Regions from separate parts of the Mus musculus genome. Here all the other regions are linked to region 1. A link is a contact called in public HiChIP or PLAC-seq data. All regions are on one chromosome and are shown on one strand. The core of a region is the stretch at or near the end of the contact, and the rest is flanking DNA. Distances in the headings are between cores, read along the strand shown. Region 1 holds the start of Exoc6b (exocyst complex component 6B). Region 2 has its middle 9.0 kb from the start of Gm52864. Region 3 overlaps Exoc6b (exocyst complex component 6B).

Region 1 (3,387 bases), core at 477-2,976:
CTTTAGTTACTGAAAGCCAAATAGTAATAGCCACTAATAACATATGTAGGAGAATATTAGTGAGTGACAACTGGGCTTTTAGAAAGGACTACGACGAAATGTAAATCACTGGCCTTTCCCACAAGAAAACAGTAAAGGAGAGGAGCACGACCAAGATCATGGTCATGATGTTGATTCAGAGGAAAAGGAATCAACTCTGTGAAAGAACTGGCACAATAAGAAACGGGAGTTAAAAATCACCTGGGGCAGGGGGAAAGATGGGGTTCAATTCAGTGGAAGAGCATTGTGTGGCATTCCAAGGCTCTGGGTTGTGGGGGTGGGCAGAGGGGAGGAAAGACAAACTATTAAGGACAGTTATTTCCAGGAATGACACTGAGAAAACTTGCTTGGCACCAAAAATGGAGCCTGGAGAAGAATGCTGTGCAAGTGAAGCTAAAAGTAAAAGTCCCAGTCTTGGTCACTCGTGACAGGGACAACTCTCCCCATGAAAATGCCAACACTGATTAGTGATGCTCTATGGAGGGAGGCGCATTGATATATATTGTACAAGGAGGGGTAAAGATGATTTTCAACTCATGTACTGAACAGAGACCAGAAAGTACTACAGGAAAGGATTGGAAGGAACTAGTTCTAGGACACCAGGAAACTGAGGGGGGGGGTGTTCAAAATTGGGCTTGCTGAATAATTTTCAACAGGAAGTACAGCAGATGGCAATCCGCAACTAAGGCAGAACAAAAGTAGCGAAGAATCTGTGGGCTGTGCACAGTTCAGCTGAAGAGGGCTTGCCTGGCACACTGCAAGACATTGTGTTCCATCCACAACACCACAAAAAAATTAAAAAGACGGAAAGGCAGGGTGTTCAGTGCAGTGTCTGAGCTGGGAACAAGAAACCCATTTCCCTTCCTCTGCGACCTTGGATAAGTCACTCCTCTTCCAGGCATCTCGTCTGATACAGAGGGAACGGTAACTGTACCCCAGCGGTAGGATTGCTCAACGGCTTCCATAGATGTGTTTGCACATTAACTCACACAATGCCTCACGCTCTGTGTAACAAGTGCAAGGTAAGTAAGCCGAGAAAGGCCGGGTACGTCCTGACATCTCCACGGGCAATGCAGGTGGAAGCTCTCGGAGAAGGTGTCAGGGGAGGGAGCACAGAGCATGTCCAGGTAGTGGCAAGGTCCTGAGACTACACCTGGACTGGGTCGTCCTCACGAACTGGGCTCTCAGGCGAGGGAAGGTGGGAGGACACTTCCTCCAGGACCGAGAAAACCGGGACGCTCTCGGAGGACCTGTGATGGGCAGTTCCACAGCGCGCAGAGCCGGCGCTTGCTCCTGACTGAAGAGCAGCTAACCAAAGGGAGCGGCGGCCCAGTAGAGCCGCGCCTCACCCTTTCTCCTCAGAGTAGCTCCCCAGCAGGGCCTCGCCCAGGACGCGGGACACCCGCGACTCTCCCCACAGCCAGCCGCCGCGCTCCGCCTGCTCCAGCCGACCCGGCCCCGCCCCAGTACCTGAGCGTGGGCCCGATGCAGGCCGTGTCTGTGCTCTCGATCTCCCTCAGGATCCGCTCGTGCTCCGCCGCCGTCTCCAGGCTCTCCTCCGCCATCTTCGCCCGCTCCATCGCAGGGCGCTGCCGCGCGGCCCTCTCTCAGCGAGTACCCCACGATCCCTCTGCCCAGGATCTGCGGCCGCTGGGCCAGCACCCCGCAGCGCGACCCCGCCCTCGGATGCCACGCCCCCTGGCGTCAGCCGGGCCGCGAGCGTCGCGCGCAGCCCACTGGGATTCGTAGTTCTCTGGGTCAGGCTGAACTGGATTCTGCCCATTCACACACACTGAATCTGCGCAAATTGCCTCTACTTTGATATAGATGCAGAGCTTTACGACACATGTATACAGTGACATCAAATCAGGCAGTGGTACTAACCCAGCACATTTTTTTAAAATCGTTTATGTGTATTTTGCTTGTATGTATATCTGTGCACTACATGTATGCATGGTACCCAAGGAAATCAGCAGAAGGTGTCAGATCACCTGGGACTGGAGTTACAGATGGTTGTGATGTCACTAGTAGGTGCAGGGAAGAACCACAGTGTTCAGTGTTTATCAGCTGAGTCTTCTCTCCAGCCCCTAATATGAAGCCCAGGCTGGCCTTGCACTCATGATCATCCTGTTTCCACTTCTTCTTCTTCTTTTTTTTTTTTTTTTAGATTATAATATAATTATAAGATTTCTCCTTTCCCTTTCCTCCCTTCAAAGCCTCCTACATACCCCTTCCCCACTCCTCTTCAAATTCATGGCCCCTCTATTCACTGTTATTGTATGCATATATGCATATAAATATATACCTAAATATGTTCAGTTTGTATAATGTAACTTGAATGTATGTTTTCAGTACTGGCTGTTTCTGCCTCCACCTCTTAATCATTTCCTATGAGCAAGACCCACCACAACCAGCTTTCTTTTCTTTTCTTTTTTTCTCTTGAGAAAAGGTCCCATTATGTAGTCCTAGATAGAATTGAAATTCATTATGTAGATAAGATTGGCCCTGAACTCACAGATACCTACCTGCCTCAGCCCTCCAAAGTTCTGTATTTAAAGACATCTACCACCACATTTGGCCTTTTTTTATTATTAAAATAAAATTACATCGTTTTTCTACATTCCTTTTTCTTCCTTCCAGTCTACCTATGCACCCCTCACCTCCCACCCCAAAATCCTGGCCTTCTCTTCTCTAATTGTGTGTGAAGATGTGGATGTGTGTCTACACATAAATATACAGTTACAAGCTACTGAGTTGTTCAGTGTTGCATATATGTGATTTCAAGGCTGGCCACTTGGCATTGGATAACCAGCATAGAGGGCTCCCATAGAGAAAGACTCTCTTTCTCTCTCTCTCTCTCCTTTACTTGCCTGTAGTTCATAGGTGAATCTTCCCTGTAGTTTTTAGGAAACACAATCTCACAGCACATTTCCTGATCCTCTGGCTTTGAAATCTTTCTGACCCTCTCTTCAGAAATGTTTCCTGAGTCTTGGGTGCAGGAGTTGTGTTGTAGATGTAACCATTGGGACTGAGAACTCCATGGTCGTTCTTCTCTGTATTCTGACTGTTTGTGGTTTTCTGGAATGGTCACTGTCTGTTGCAAGAAACTTCTTTGGTGAGGTTGGGAGCCACACCTAAACTGTGGTTATAAGGTTATTTAGAATGCTATTAGCAATTATACTGGTTTACTACAGTAGCAGTAGTAGGTTCCCCTCTAAGATCCATAACCACACTAGCCCCAGCTAGTTTACTAGGCTTCCAATACCAGGAATGATTTCCCCCATGCCAAGTGGGCTTTAAATGCAATTAGACATCTTCTGGTTACAACCAAAGTATGATGGCCATTAT
Region 2 (3,408 bases), core at 336-2,835, 36 kb after region 1:
ACTTCTTAAGAGAAGTTAGATCCAAGCTTAGGATGAGTGTGTGGGGTCTAGCCTAGATTCTCCAGAGAACCTGATCTGCCTTTGTCTAACCTAAGGAGCTCTCTCACTTACCTACCATTGGGCTCTGGATCCGTAATCTGAAGCTGCGGTCATGTTCCTGAAATTCCATGTTTAATATTCAGGGAACCAGGACACGCATTCTTTTCCCAGGGGCCAGGTTCACACTGTCCAGGGAGAAGCCACAGAACCCATTGCTCTGCAGCTCTCCTGCAGCAGCTCGCAGCTCTCCAATGCAGCTCTGCAGCTCTCCAATGCAGTGGGTTTTGCTAAGCTCCCTGTGCAACAACTGTCTCCCACCAGACCATGGCCCTCAAGTGCAGAGCAATTTGCTTTCCTTGGGCTCCAGTATTTGATTAGAAGGCCAGAATGGGGTCTTTGGGTCACTCTTTCTTATATTGAAGCTGGCCTTGTGATACACATGGCTCTTGGAGAGGACAGGCCAGTGGTCCATGGGTGGCAGTGGCAACCTGGTCTCTTGGACATGAAATCTGTGACCCACTACTAGCTACCCCTGAACAGTTTTGGTCAGACTAGCTTCCATTTCAGGCACTAAGTCTGAGGGCAAGAGGGCAGTTGACTATTAGAACCCGTACTCTGCAAAATTTCTACCCCTAACTTCCAGAGTGATGTGGCCTAAGACGGCTCTGGGTTAGGGGGTACAGACCCACTAAGTCCTTGCTCTCATATGGCAGGAAGGAAACCAGAGAGACTTCTGCTTTCTAGTTCCTGTCCCAGAGGTTTGAACTGGCCAGAGCACAGACTGAGCGCTCACATCTAATCTGGGCCTCCTGAACCCTGAAGGGCAATGAGATCCACATCCCCTACAACTCTGGGGACCCCAGGCCAGGTCTTGGCAGCAGAGCAGGAAGAAGGGATTTCTCCAAAAAGATGAAAGTCTGACACACCAGAGAATGGGTAGCAGTGGCAGCTCATTTCTAACCAGGGCTCCACATGTGATCTGAGATTTGGGGATGGCAGAGGGGAGTAATAACTATCAGCACCCCCCAACAGCCTAAAGTACACAAAGCTAAAGGCAAATGCAGACACTGGTGTGTGCTTGTTTCTATGTGTGCATGCATGCGTGTGGAGGGCAAAGGCAACCTCTAGGTTGTGAATCCCTGGTTACCACTCACCTGGGATTTCTGAGACAGAATCTCTCACTGAGACCTCATGCTAGGCTTCCTAGCTAGTGAGCCCCAGAGATCACCTGTCCTTTCCTCCCTAGAGTTAGGATTACAAGCACAACCCGCCACACCCAGCTTTTAATGTGTGTGTTCTTGGGATCAAACTCTGGTCCTTAAGGTTGTGCAGCAAGCACTTGACATCTGAGTTACCTTCCCGGCCCTGAAAAGGATTCCACGCTTTAGTAATTGTTGGGTATCGTAGAGCATGCCTGTCCTCTCAGACTCTGAGAAGAGCAGGCAGGAAGATCGGGAGTTCAGGACCATCCTTGACTACACAGTGAGTTCCAGGACAGCCCGAGCTACAGGAGCCTGTTGTGGATGGCCCTGGTGATGCCTGGATTTTGATGCTAATTCTGCTTTCCTTGATGGAGCTGTCTGGAATGAGGAATGAGTCATGTACTCAGGTGACTTCTTGTGAACCTTCCCCCAATGAATAAAGGGACCAATCACTGGGCAAGTAGGCGGTACTTCCGGGTTGAACTAAGAGAAGCAGGAGAGAGTTAGGGTCTTTTTGGACCAGGAAAGCGAGAGGGTAAGATGTAGCTACTAGTGTCTCCTGGCTTATATGGCAAATCCTGGTGGATTCACCGCCAGAGGATTTAGATTTTATATGGCTTACAAGATTCGGATTTTAGTTGTTATGCCCAGAGATTGAGTTACCATTGTTTCTGAACTAAGTTTGTGTGGCATTTTCCTTCACACAGCATTTCGACTGGGTTCAAGAGAGAAAGGTATGGTGCCAAAGCATGGGTTTGCCAGATGTGCACCACAAAGGCTGTGGGGGTTTTGAAGCATGGGGCTGGCATGACATCGACCGGCCAAGGCTGTATATTCTGTAATAAACAGAGGCTTTCCCCCACTTTCTCCTCTATAAGTTTTAGTGTTCCTGGTTTTATGTGGAGTTCCTTGATCCACTTAGACTTGAGCTTTGTACAAGGAGATAAGAATGGATCAATTCATATTCTTCTACATGATAACCACCAGTTGTGTCAGCACTGACAACACCTCATTCTTGAATTCAAAAAAGAAATTGACCATCTTACATCCAGGTGAGGTTGTACAATTACTGTCCAGAAAAAGGACACACTTCGGAATAGTTGATTATCTCTGCCAAGACAGAGTAATCAATCCTTCATAATTCTGCATTACAAAAGTCTGTAAGCTGTTCCTGGGCCAAACAGCCATAGACTTATGCTCCAACGTGTTGAGAAACAGGGGACTGTGTAGGTAGGCAGGCATCTCTACAATTTGTTTCAGTATTGGAAGCTGTGTTCCTATATTTTCAGGTAAATTTTATGTTGCTCTTGGAATTCTGGCAGGATTGAAGACTTACCATACTTTTAACCAACCTAAGCTATTCAGAATTAAGAGAATATATATTATGTGAGAAGATGGTTTTCAGATAGTATACAAGACAAACAAGGACCTAACAGGTGTAGAATTATAAGCCTTTTTAAGTTAGGATAGATGGCAGAGTGCTTTATTTAATTGACAAAAATGGACAGGTGTTGGGTGTATCTTATACTTAATAAATTAAAGAATGGTAATAGTTGTTCTCAATTTATATCTGAGAGAAAAAGCCTTTTAATTGGACAAAAAGAAGGAAATGTAGATTGCTGAATGTAAGCAGGTGAGGTCAATGAAATCTTAGTCAGATAAGGCTGGAGACTCTGATTGGGCAGTGGAAAAAGAAGGCAGAACCGAAAAGTTTTATAGAGGGGATAGACAGAGGAGAGAGACAGAGATAAGATGCAACATATAGATGATGATAAACTGGATCCACCTGGCCTGAAATAGCCATAGGTAGCTATGGATATCATAGAAGAGCAATAGAGTAGGGCACATTTGAACTATTCTAGATGTGCAGCTTATATCAATATCAATTGAGTTTTGAGTTCTTTGTGTGGGCATTTTGGGAGTTAAGGATTTACTATTATAAATCTGGCTGGTAAATTATAAGCCTCTGGAGTTTTCATTTTACGGAGTTAGCAGGACGCAGATGGCCTGGGAAGATACGAGCAATTTGGCAGCAGCAAACCTGGGAAGACCATGGCTTGTGGCTCCCAGTGAGGGAGGGGAGACAGCATTGTAGGGGTGTATCCTGCAATAGCCTGGATTGTTTTAAATTATTACACGCTACAGGGTTACAGAGAGAAAGGGGGAG
Region 3 (3,238 bases), core at 446-2,945, 40 kb before region 1:
TTAAAGACAATTTCATGGGCTATGGTTACCAAAGTCTATAATCCTAAAACCAAAGAGACAGAAGAAGCAGGAAGATCACAAATTCAAAACTACCAGGGCTACATAATGAGAGAGTCTGTCTCAAAAAGAAAAAAGAAAAAAAAAACACACATTTGAGGGATGGTAGTGAATTAAATTAAAAAAAAAATGTTTTTAACTTTCATGGTTTAGACCAGCACACATTTCCATTAAATATCAAATCAGCCTCCCCCCGCCCCTTTTTTTCTTCTTTGAGGACAACCCAAAGAATAATGATTTTAATGGCTTCTGTTTAGTACGGCCACCTATAGAAAAAGAGGAAATCACAGAGGCGATACAATCTAATTTCACAGCATGACAAGTTTCTCCAGATCTCTTCATCAGCTATTAGTCCAGCCTATGCTGCCACATCTAGTCAGCTCGCTCACTCACGGCAGTCAGTCCCAGAGCAAGACCAACTGCAAAGTTCTTAAAGCCAAAATTTGCTTTCTTAAAATTTTTATCATTTATCTTATTTTTACCCTCAAAAAAAAAAAAAATACAAAGACTAGGTCCTGGTCCCTCTCTTCCCTAGCAACCCTCAAAAATTATTCCAATACCCAACATATAAGTACACTTCAATGCAAGTTTCCATTCTCAGGGCAAGTTTCAGTAGGGTCTGTTCTTAAAACATAACAAACAGTCCATGAGGCCGTGTTCAATAGTACAAGCTACAAAGCCAGACTTCTTAGATTCAAGTCTTGACTCTACAACTTATTAGCTGGTGACCATGGCTAGTTTTTATATAATTCAAATTCCAGCTCAGGGAAATGCAGATTAAAAATAGCTACTACTTCATTCAGCAGCGTGCACACACAAAAAAAGGAACTACAAATGAAGCACTGTCAGCAGTATCAGGGGCACAATACATCCTATAATATAGCAAAGTCTGTCTCTGTTTCCAGGAGGTTGGGGTGGGGATAGCTTCTATGTAGCCCTGGCTGTCCTGGAACTTGCTCTGTAAACCAGGCTGGCCTCAAACTCAGAGATCTGCCTGCCTCTGCCTCCCCAGTTCTAGGATTAAAGGCATGCGCCACCACGGCCTGGCTTAATACTAGCACATTCTAAAGCAAACACAGTCAAACTAGGAATTTAACATCCCTCTCCAGTTCCTTGGCTTCTACTAAAAACAACCTAATGACATGCTTATTCACAGTCATACCCTGTGCATGGCACCTATGCTCACACCAAATCTTCTAATGTCTTTATCTATTGCTGCATGCATTCAACTATTATTTTGACCGTATGATTTACAAGCTTTTACAATCACGGTCAATTATTCTAGTCTCTTAAGACCTTTCAGGACAATAATCTTTGTCATTCGATCTTCTCAAAAGCAGATTTGCTATGGAGAAGGAAAGAAATCCAAGCAACTTCTAGGATCTAAGGAAGAGCCCTGGAAATAGGAACACATGAATGGAAAGTTTCTGATGTGTAGTCTTTAAAAAGAGATATGAAAAGGTTAATGTTAACCTTTAAGAAAGTTGAGGAAATAGACCTCACTTCCTCAGGCCAGTGTTCAGCCCCCAACTGTGTCTAACTTGGAAAGAACTTGTCATGAGCCAAGGCTTTTCATGTCCCTCCCTTTTGAAGGCACAATGGAAACAATTCCCCTAGAACAAAGGATTGCGTCAGTGAACTCTCTGCTCTTTCAAGTTGGAAGGACAGTTGATTCACACCATGTGTCAGAGAGAAACACCAGTTAGAACCAAGTGAGATAAATTTTGAGCCTACAGAGCTGTTTAATATTAAACTGTAATAAATCATCTTTACAGCAAATTATAAACAAAATATTTTGTTTACCCCCTCATATGGTCTTTCCCTTAGAAAGAAATTTTAAGACAATTCATAATTTTTGAGGTCACAGATGCTCCACCAAGAAATATTTTTCAAATGTCAACATCCAGACCCTTTGACTGTAAGACATTCCCAACACTGCCATAGTGCATGGCCTTCCTAGATGACCCCTTTTGTTCCAAGTTCAGGTTAGGCTAGTGGTCATGGTCCCAGTTTTAGAAGAGTTTTGTGATTAACTCTATACAGAGGCACTTCAGTATTCACCCTATTCAATAATTTGTCTTAATATCTGAATGAAGAAATTAAATATATGATCAACTATATAAATGATACAAAACTATGATTTTATTCCCAAAACTGTGAAAGACAATCATACCTGAGGAACAATTATCTGTATGAATTTAGGTCAAGAAAGGTCTTAAAAATAACCTAAATAAAACTGAACAGACTAAATTCTAACAAAACTCAAATAATAACATTGAAAAATAAAAATTTAGGAAATACTACTTCAATAACGCTATTTTTTTTCATGAAGCTTAACATGGTAAGAGAGATCTCTCTGAAAAAGCTTAGGTCACCAAAGCTGTGATTAGTTCAATACAGGAACTAATAGACTATAAAGGGTCAAGAATGTATTACTTCCCAAAGTTCACATTTAGGACCATCTAAAAGCTATGAAATGGCACTGTCTCATTCTAGGTCTTCAATGAATGGAGTAACTTGACTATTCAACTAATGACAGGTAATAGTTTTAAGTTGCACCAAAATGGAAAAAATAAACTTTTAAAAAGAGAAATATGATTATTAAATAATTAAATAAAATAATCAGTGGCCTCAGGAAAGTAAATAGAATTTTTTTCTCAAAAATTTAGCATATTAGAAATGCTACATAGTCTAGACAATTTCCAATGATATGTTTCATTTGAAATGTATTTACTAAAAACAAAATGAAGTTTAAAATGTTTCCCTTTGAGGAAGCCTATATTGTAATTAATGAAGGAATATACCAGAAACTACAATTAATACTAAATACAATCTTGTATGGAAATTAGTACTAAAATCTATGTATCCACTTAGGCATTACACCAATATGAATTAAAAACGAGCAGTACAAAGCATCTGTCAGAAATGTGTAGTGTTACTAAAAACAAATAATAAAAAAAGTTAAAAAATCTTAAAAGAAAAAGCAAGCACAGGTGGAGAAAAAGACACAAAACAACGGAATGACCACAGACTTCTACCAGCAAGCACACAAAGGAAAGCAGCCTGCTGGTGCTGAAAGAGACACTGCAACCCTACAACTCTACATCCTTCAAAACCAAAGAACAAGACCACTGTAGACAAAATCTACCAGAATTCACTGAAAAGTGAACTGAAAGAAATA

Evidence for each region. HiChIP or PLAC-seq counts read pairs in DNA pulled down with a chosen protein or histone mark.
Region 2: a contact with region 1 is called in an H3K27ac HiChIP or PLAC-seq map of embryonic stem cells, with 18 read pairs. The contact joins the enhancer-like site here to the promoter of Exoc6b in region 1. A contact is called at or near these places in 4 of 39 promoter capture datasets (embryonic stem cells, erythroid cells, macrophages and 1 more), 1 of 15 datasets of contacts at CTCF or cohesin (the NIH/3T3 cell line), 5 of 484 Hi-C or Micro-C datasets (Sertoli cells and embryonic stem cells), 13 of 115 datasets of contacts at active chromatin or transcription factors (bone marrow-derived macrophages, craniofacial prominence, embryonic limb bud and 4 more) and 3 of 9 other capture datasets (adipose tissue, macrophages and pancreatic islet).
Region 3: an H3K27ac HiChIP or PLAC-seq map of embryonic stem cells shows a contact between it and region 1, with 17 read pairs. The contact joins the enhancer-like site here to the promoter of Exoc6b in region 1. A contact is called at or near these places in 2 of 39 promoter capture datasets (macrophages and second pharyngeal arch cranial neural crest), 2 of 15 datasets of contacts at CTCF or cohesin (the NIH/3T3 cell line and embryonic stem cells), 11 of 484 Hi-C or Micro-C datasets (the G1E-ER4 cell line, Sertoli cells, Th1 cells and 7 more), 8 of 115 datasets of contacts at active chromatin or transcription factors (cardiomyocytes, embryonic stem cells, fetal liver and 1 more) and 4 of 9 other capture datasets (adipose tissue, liver, macrophages and 1 more).

What each region holds. Positions count from the first base shown.
Region 1 is chr6:85,067,787-85,071,173 of GRCm38.p6, forward strand. Exoc6b (exocyst complex component 6B) reads right to left here and starts at 1,727. Exons shown (of 22, transcript NM_177077.2): 1 at 1,510-1,727. The coding sequence starts at 1,619.
Region 2 is chr6:85,103,691-85,107,098 of GRCm38.p6, forward strand. No RefSeq gene overlaps it. Among named protein-coding and RNA genes, the nearest start is that of Gm52864, 9.0 kb to the right of the region's middle. Within about 2 kb of position 1,586, at least 8 of the 459 cell types and tissues checked have an H3K27ac peak or open chromatin away from gene starts, as enhancers often do. A contact at or near this core is called in embryonic stem cells, where this site is marked.
Region 3 is chr6:85,028,231-85,031,468 of GRCm38.p6, forward strand. All of the region lies in intron 1 of Exoc6b (exocyst complex component 6B), which reads right to left. Among named protein-coding and RNA genes, the nearest start is that of Exoc6b, 40 kb to the right of the region's middle. Within about 2 kb of position 1,696, at least 25 of the 459 cell types and tissues checked have an H3K27ac peak or open chromatin away from gene starts, as enhancers often do. A contact at or near this core is called in bone marrow-derived macrophages and embryonic stem cells, where this site is marked.